2 separate regions of the Mus musculus genome follow, and region 1 is linked to region 2. A link is a contact called in public Hi-C data. All regions are on one chromosome and are shown on one strand. The core of a region is the stretch at or near the end of the contact, and the rest is flanking DNA. Distances in the headings are between cores, read along the strand shown. Region 1 has its middle 12 kb from the start of Cryzl2. Region 2 overlaps Rasal2 (RAS protein activator like 2).

The links. A called contact is a pair of places that touch in the nucleus more often than the background predicts.
Region 1: a contact with region 2 is called in a Hi-C map of rod photoreceptor, with 2.1 times the contacts expected there. The contact joins two enhancer-like sites. A contact is called at or near these places in 3 of 39 promoter capture datasets (liver and stem cell-derived epiblast-like cells), 1 of 484 Hi-C or Micro-C datasets (rod photoreceptor), 3 of 115 datasets of contacts at active chromatin or transcription factors (cardiomyocytes, embryonic hindbrain and embryonic stem cells) and 2 of 9 other capture datasets (adipose tissue and liver).

What each region holds. Positions count from the first base shown.
Region 1 is chr1:157,444,562-157,448,592 of GRCm38.p6, reverse strand. No RefSeq gene overlaps it. Among named protein-coding and RNA genes, the nearest start is that of Cryzl2, 12 kb to the left of the region's middle. Within about 2 kb of position 2,077, at least 50 of the 459 cell types and tissues checked have an H3K27ac peak or open chromatin away from gene starts, as enhancers often do. A contact at or near this core is called in rod photoreceptor, where this site is marked.
Region 2 is chr1:157,179,908-157,184,391 of GRCm38.p6, reverse strand. All of the region lies in intron 5 of Rasal2 (RAS protein activator like 2), which reads left to right. Among named protein-coding and RNA genes, the nearest start is that of Gm30694, 61 kb to the right of the region's middle. Within about 2 kb of position 3,126, at least 45 of the 459 cell types and tissues checked have an H3K27ac peak or open chromatin away from gene starts, as enhancers often do. A contact at or near this core is called in rod photoreceptor, where this site is marked.

The DNA of each region.
Region 1 (4,031 bases), core at 828-3,327, 270 kb before region 2:
CTTACAGATGACTGTGCTAGGGAATGATCTAATAGGACAATTCACAGGACTAGCCATGGAGATAGACTGTCTACTACCATCGTGAAGCAACATTCCTGGAAATGCCCCCCCCCCAACATCTCTCCCCACCCCCCAAGAAAGGAAACTTCGATTTCCCTGGGATAAACAAGCTTTCTAGAGAGAGAGGCTCTGTCACAGACAATTTGTGAACTCGCCAATTACAAGCTCAAGTTCCACCCAAATACACACAATCAAAGGCTTTTACCAAGGCCATCATTATATGTGCATGGGCTTCCTGCTGTCTGGGGAACGTTTTTTAACACTGCAGTGGTGCAGGGGAAAAAATGTCATCAAAGCATCGAGGTAGAGATGGTTTGCCTAGAGTGGCAGGGTCTTTTTTTCCACCTGATGGCTTACTTCACCTTGTCCTTTTAATGCCACAGCCTGGGAGGGAGCGAAGGAAACCAAGAGGAAAAGAGTGGGCTGGGTTGTGCATGTAATTTGTCTCACCATTTTAGACGGCTCTTTTAATGAGCTTTCTCATTAAGGGCTCTGTGAGTTTATGCTTAAAGTTTTCCGGAAAAGCCGATTAGCCAGCTGAAATCAGATGGCACCTTCCCAGCCGTGGCTTCTTTTCCAGGTACTGAAAGAGAGACTATGTAAGAAGAGAGACCTGACCTAGCAAATATGAAAGCAAATGATGTAACGTTAGGCAATCCCTACGAAAATACTAGTGGTCATCAATTATTAGATTATCGGAGGCATCGGTGATAGCTTTGCTCTGTTCAACTTGTTCCTGAGAACAGAGAGGATAATTGTCTTGTGCTATCCTAGCCCTGAGCTCGGATTTCCTGTAGAGCGCATATTATATTGCATCAAAGATAAAGTGCCCTCTGGGCTTTGACCCCTGAAAGTTGGGCACTCAGTCTTACCTAGTCCTCCTTCTTATTTCCAGGCCCCAGTGCAGCACTCAGATCCAGTATTAAATCCAAATCCACTAAATAAGGTTCACCATTGCACTGACCCAATGAGGGGCCACCAGGACAGGAAAAAGTGCATCAATGATTTAAGTGAGTACCAGGCTGCACACCAGAGAACTTGATCAAGTGGCAGGACTCCACAAACATTTTAATGTGCTGACAGCCCCTAAGTAGGGCAACAGCCTTCAGTTAAAACTGTCCAGAGGGAGAGATGTATTGAGATCCAGGGAGACAATTGCTTTGTTGCTATGAGCATCCTCTGTTGGGTTTCTGAGTATGAATGGGTCCTTTTCATAACGGAGAGCTGGATGTGGCTTTTGCTTTGTTTGCCTTGCCAGTGAGTTTACTTAACAGAATCCAAGCACAGATGCACGAAAGTGAATCCTAGCTGTTGCCTATGCTTGAGCCGATTGTCCAGGATACCCACGCTTCTGCTTGGATGGTACAAATAATGCCCTACTCCCAGTGCCTCTAGAGACTTCGGGATATGATATATTTGCACAGCTTAACACAGTGTTGGCCATAAGGATATGTATCATGAGGCATAAAACAAGAAGGGGGGCTGGAGCTACCCGTCATTACTGATTCACTGGACTGTGTAGAAACACCAAGAGGGGGTGATACAATCCTTCCCAAAATGTTTGCTGAATGACCCAGCCCCTGACCCCCACCCCTTTACAAGTCTGGTGAAGAATAAATAGTCTAGTGTCCATGCCAGGGATGCTTGCTCTGTCTCTCTGTCTCTGTCTCTCCATCTCTCCCTCCTCTCTCCGTCTACACACACACACACACACACACACACACACACACACAGAGTCAGTGAGCAGTGAATGGTCCATGCCCAGCGACATCAAAATGAGCTTGGATGTTCTCACATCGAGTGCGTAGGCCCTTTGCGGTGCAATCAAGGACAGCAGCAGCAGATCCCTGAAGGTGCTGATGAAGAAAAGAGTTGGTCTTCCAACTGGTATGGCACCCTATGGGTTGGCATGTATAGTTTAGGCAAACCCCCCAGATGGTTCTGCTTCCTGCTCAAGTTCAAGGACTTCTGGCCTGGCAGAGCCTCCGGTCACTAGAGGGCAGCCTGAAGCAGCCTTTTCGAGCGCTTCTCCCTTGCCAACTGCCAAAGCTGTGGTGCCCATGTTGTTCTGGCCAGTAGCTTGCCAGCCCACCCAGGAACCGGTTTCCTTCCAGAAACTTGTCTCGTTGCCACAGCACTGAATATATCCTGCATGCATTTCACAGTGGCACTATCAGAAATCCGATTCCCAGAGAAAAATGAGTCCTTAAAGATGTACAGATTGTGCATTCTCAAACATTAGATATTGGAAGAATCGAAGGCATTCTTCCTACTCCCAAAAAGTTCAAAGATAAGGCAAAACTATAAAGATATCTTTTTTAAAAGATTATAATGAGTTAGCAGTTTTCAAGTTAATAGAATAGAGTGGTAAGTTAGACATAGATGCTTGCCTATATTCATCAAGGAGCCCCAGGCCCAAGGGGGCTGAATGGCATCATTGCAGACTAAGATGTTTGTAAATTATTGTGGGGAGGGTAGGATGAAAGGGGACCTTGGAATAAAGTGAGACCCAGAGTCTAACTCAAGGCCTTCTCCTGGTGCCTCAGCGGGTACTTTAAATATCATCAGCCATCAATTTTCATATTGGCACAGTGTTGTGGATTCAATACAAGCTTGCAGAGCACTACTGGGTGCCAAGCTCTGGGAATACAATGGTAGGTAGACAAGACAGAGACCTTCATACCGCCCTCAGCCATTTACAGTCCAGTGTGGGAAATGAATGAGCAGTTCTGAATCAACGTACTGGGTGGCAGGTAAGGTAGGGTCTGTGAGTGTCCGTAGGAGAGAAGCCTAACTCAGGGTCCAGGTGAAGAAAGAAGGAAGGCTTCCTGGAGGTAGAGCCCTCCAGTGGGATCATCGAATACAGGAGTTAGAAGCAAAGAAAGGTCAGGGAAGAGAGGAAGCAAGGCCTATTTAAGGAACTGAAAGAAGAGCCTGTAAGTGGGTAAGAGGGAGCCCAAGAGGCAGAGCCCAGCATTTAAGAAGCCTGTTCTAGGGCTGGTGAGATGGCTCAGTGGGTTAGAGCACCCGACTGCTCTTCCGAAGGTCCAGAGTTCAAATCCCAGCAACCACATGGTGGCTCACAACCATCTGTAACAAGATCTGACCCCCTCTTCTGAGTGTCTGAAGACAGCTACAATGTACTTACATATAATAAATAAATAAATAAATAAATAAATAAATCTTTTAAAAAAAAAAAAAAAAAGAAGAAGCCTGTTCTAGTGGGGATATTCGGTAATAACCCTTAGGGCACTTGGGAATCGCTAAAGGGTCAGGAGTAGTGGTGGGAGTCAGGTCCCCACATTTGGGAGCGCCTGCTGATGCAGGGTCAACGCTACCTCGGAACACTAGCAAACAAGTCTGCAGGACTCCGCCTTGCCCTTTAACTGGACCTTTCCGGTTTCCTTCCTCCGTCCATATTCATCAGTTTTCCCTGAAACTCTTTCAAAACAGAGCTCTATTTTAAGGTCATCTTCACTGGGAAGGAAGCAAGAAGAACCTAGCATGTGACTGTCATGCTTGCTGGACTTACTTGCCTGCCCTCAAGTCCCAGCGTTCCTTGCAGCAGGTGATCTCTAAGGAAGGACAGGGACAGAGGGAGGCAGGGGGATACCAAGTCCCAAACCTGTTTTCTTCTAGGTTAGACAGATTCACACTTGTCTTATGAAGGCAAGACAGAGAGGAAAACGCAGAATCTTTTGGGTCCCTGCCCAGAACATATGCAAAATGTACAGAGAGGCCTTGTCTCCCCCGGGGGGGGGGGGGTAGCTGATGCTCAGGTCTTTCCTTTGGCCCATGTGTCCAAATGTAAAACCCCTAATCCAGCCTCCAGTCCTGAGCTACAGGTTGCTCAGAAGCAGGTGATAACAGTAAACTTTAATGACCAGCAGGCTCGCCGGGAAGCACAGCCGTTTAAGCCTTATTTAATTAAAGTCTAATTCTATGCTTGTTTGCCTAAAGACTGATATAAA
Region 2 (4,484 bases), core at 1,877-4,376:
CTTCTATGAGGGTGCTCCCTACCCACCCACTCCCTCCTCACCACCCCTACAGTCCCCTACACTGGGGCATTGAGCTTTCACAGGATCAAGGGCCTCTCCTCTCATTGGCTTGTCTGGCAACATTTTCTTTATAAACACTACTTTTTGCCTGGTACCTCACTTTGGCGTAGTACTCTCTTTACGTATCACAAATGACATTTTAATTGTAATATCTTACTGCACATGTATACTTTTATTATAATCATTAGCATAACATGCAAAATGCAACAACATGGCCCAGTCCTTCCCTAACTCTCAGCATAATCTCTTGTTAACCCCATGAATTCTTTCATTTACAACAAATCTCATGGTATTTTGCATTGTTGTTCTGCTTTTGAGTATGTTCTCTCGTCTCAAATTACATTCCTTGTTCTTCCTATACTATGTCCTGAGTGTGTGTGTGTGTGTGTGTGTGTGTGTGTGACACACATATAATCAAAGAAAAGGAGGATAGCAACTTGAGAGTGAGGGAGCCTGGAAAGGGTTCTGGGGAAGATAACTGGGAAGGGCTAAAGAGAGGAAAAGAAGAGAGAAGGTGACATAATTCTATTTCAATAAAAATATTTTTAAAAAGAATTTAGTATTTCTACCCTTCAACTGGTCTACTAGTTGAATTGGATTCTAGGTATAATTTGGTTTGTTTATATGTCTTTGGTTAATTCAGTATATATGTGTTTATATTTATTTGATTGATACTAGTAGGTTTTAATACATTTACAATTTAAGGACCAAGAAAGGTGTATTATAAAATGGTACATTTTCTATTAGATAATTTTCTACTAATCAAAATGTATTTTGATTTTCTAGTCTCTTTCTATGTTCCCTTTATTGAATGTGCACATGAGTACATGTTGAAGTTGCTTTGTTTCCCTTTCTGTGGGATGGAGAGCCGTGAGGTTTTTATTTCAAATGATGACTCAGTCTATAGATGCCCTGCTTTGTCCCTAGCATCTAGGCTCATCAGACCATCCTGTCTGGACACTTGAGAGCAGAGAGAAGGAAAGTCTGTATTATGTAATGTGCTTCCATAAGTAGCTATGTGTGGCTAACATAAAAAAAAGCAGTAGCATGAGCAGCAAGGGCTGGTTTCACCTACAGCAAGCAGGCCCGTGCAGCTGGAGCTCTCGAGACTCTCAGATGGTGTGTGTTGAGTGCATCAGAGAACACTAGTTAGTGAGTGCTATATAAAGCCTGAGATGGAAAGCCAAGATTCAAGCGAATTAGATGTTTTTCTGCAGATAGAATCACTTGGAAATGTTCACAATATATCTGATCAGTAAAATCCATGGAACTGGAAAAAAAATCTTTTCTTACTGTGAAATCTCAGTTTTAAAATGCGTTAAAAGTGTTGAGATACCCAGGTTTGTTAATTACTCTTTGGGACATTTTCAGAGTGAGTGCCTTAAAATGCATACTGGTTAAGACAGGAGTGCCCTGCAGTACTCAGTGTTTCTTCAAGAATTCAGTGACACAGTTCAGAATCATAACTGCCAACCAAGCAGAAACTCACCTGCACTGAGTCCAGGATTTTGTGTGGCAATAAGCATTTTTAATTAAAAGTTTCCCAATTCCTAAATTTGGAACTGAATCTGTAAACATGTGGCAGATTGAGCTAGCCAACCAAGCATTATTGGAGCTGTCGGGGAAACGTGACTTTAAAAACTCGGATGGGTAAGCTGAGAAAATCCAGCTGTGTTTATTTCAGATTGCACTAATCAGGGTTCTTTTACGCTTTCCTTCTGCACCAGTGCATCCACTGGTTTGTGCACGATGGTTCCCCATCCCCCAGCCATTCACTTCTCTAAGACCCATTTTAAGTAATGAAGTTATATAACAGGCATTTAGTGTGGTAACAGCCTCCCTTGCCTCAATAAGTCAGCAGGTAATCTTCATCAACAATTAGATTTTAACCCATGCTAACCCTACCCTCACACTTCATAAACTGACTAAATGTAGACTGTGATGTTTGTTAATTCAGTGTGCAGTCAACCTCTAGGAAGCTGTTTCCCAGTTAAACTAAGGAACAGTAACATTGGAACCCTGGATTATATTCCTCTCTGGTGCTTATACTAATGGTACAGGGCAAAGGAGAGACGTCAGGAAAAGAATCTGGCCAGCAGTCAAGGAATGCACTCCTTTCATGGCCAAGTCGGGTTTCTTGATGAAGACCCTTGTCAAGGCTCGCCTTGGAAAAGTTGTTTTAAACTCATTATTCTCCCAATAAATCCCCATTCTGTTCCATTAGAAGAGTAAACTGGTGGCACCAGGCTCTAAAACTCAATAATTAGAAGATCTGTGGAAAATCAATTCATGTGAAGACACAGGAAGAGGTAAACATGATTAGAGGTGACCTGGGGTTTCTAATGCCATTTTGAAATAATGCCTCCTTCCCCACTCTTGCCCTGAGACATCCCCAGGCTGTTTGATCTTCTGTTTACTGTAATCATGCTTCTATGGGAATTACTTCTCAGAGACACTGTCTTCTCAATAGAGGAAGAGCCTGCTTATTTATTCAGTAGTAAGGTTGGACATATTAGACTTTGCCTATCGATTCATGTATGTGCATAACCACATTTTGAACTATAGAAGATTCTGAACTATATATTAAATACTGAAATTTCAGTAGCATTTTAAATTATACTTCCAGATGGCTTGGTTAGAATGAGTTTTTATAGCAGATATTAGAAGTTGGGCTCAACTGGAAGAATATTGAAAAAATATCTAATTTAACTCTATTCTAGAGTTAGAAAATAACTTTAAACCAGATAAACCATGCAAAGAGGGTGAGCACTGCAAAGGAAATACCAGGTGTGAGAGATTGTACTTGTAAACAGGGATATAGTGAATATCTAGGAGGAGGGTAGCTAGCAAGCACATGAAACAAGCTAAAGCATCCTAGATCTGTTAGTAGTCTTTAATAAGAGATCATTCCCTACCTCCAGAGCTGCCTCTGTTACCAGCCTTTGACTGAGAATTTAATGGGAATGAGCCCTCCCTGCTCCTTCCCTGCTATTAGAAAGCAGTCACCTTAGCAGAGCCTGTTTGCAGAGCATGCTCCCTGAGCCCTGCCAGCTGCAGCTTCTCCCTGCTGCCTTCTAGCTCTAATCTCCTTAAAGGTGTAGCACCATGGCAACAGGCCCAGCCTAGAGCCCTGGAACCTTGTTTGTGTTACCTGAGGGGCTAGATGCAGCCTGGAGGAATACAGGGACATCACCTGCACTTCAGGCCTTGGATAGAGAGGACTTGTTCTGTTGTTTGTGTTTCTGTCCTGCGTCTGTTGAAGATTTGAGTAACACCTGAAAGGCTTTTTATGCAGCATCAGTAACTGAAGGCATCAGGGAAATCATACTCAGTTGGTTCCTGTCTTCTAAACAGAATTTTCTGAGATATAGTCCAGGAAGTGACTTGCTACATACCGGGACATGTGGCACCGCTATGGTTTGGGGCTGCACTGCCAAGTGGCTGCACAGTTGCTTCATGTAGGTAGACATTTACTTTGTTTTAAATAAAATTAATTGATATTTTAATTTTTGGAGATTATAAAAAAAATAAAAGAAACTTTGTCATAGCTCTTTCTACTTTAAATATACCTTGGCCTTTCCCGGTGATCTGACCATCCCTGAGCTACAGTGGTTTTCCTCCAGCAGTTCCTGAGAAGGATAGCTAGCATTGTTTTCTGTTTGTTTAACAAAGATTGTGGTGTTCTGTTACTTCAATCTGGCATCTGATTCAGCATATTGAGAAAGGCTGCATTATGATAAGTGACTAAGGTTAAAAAAGTATTTATTTATAATTGTATTGTATTGTATTTTCCCCACATAACTTCAAACATGTTTTCTTATCTAGAAGAAAGGGAAATGAATACAACTGTTGCTTTGTCATATTTTGTATACACTATATTTGGTGGCTTTTGTCCCTTTTTGAACATACTTTGCATTATTAGTGGGAAATAGTATGTTGCCTTTTTTACTTAAAAAAATTGCTGTCAGAACACAATATTTTCCAGCCAAACTAGGTGGTGGTTATTATTTGTTGTTTTGTTTTTGTTGTAACAGCAGGCTAAAGTATCCTTACTGCTTCAGATGTTTCTTATTTACTGAGCTTGACTAAGTAGGGTAGAGACCGAAGGTAGTGACCTTAGTGTGAGTTTCCACTATCCTATTGTTCAATAATTTAGACTCTTCTGGCTCCCTTTAGTATTACCCTTGCTCCTAGTAAATGGGGAAGACTGCTTAAAATATTTTACCAAAACAAATGTCTTTTACACAGATATTTCTTTCTAAGACCTTGCACGTGAAGCATATAGTTGTTTCAATTAATAAGTACACTTATTGACGAAAACTGCATGGCCATACATTTCTGAATTTATGAAAATTGTTTTCTATCATAGTTGGTTCCACTAATTTTTACAGTTTACAGTAAGAACGCAGTGAAGCACTAGCTGC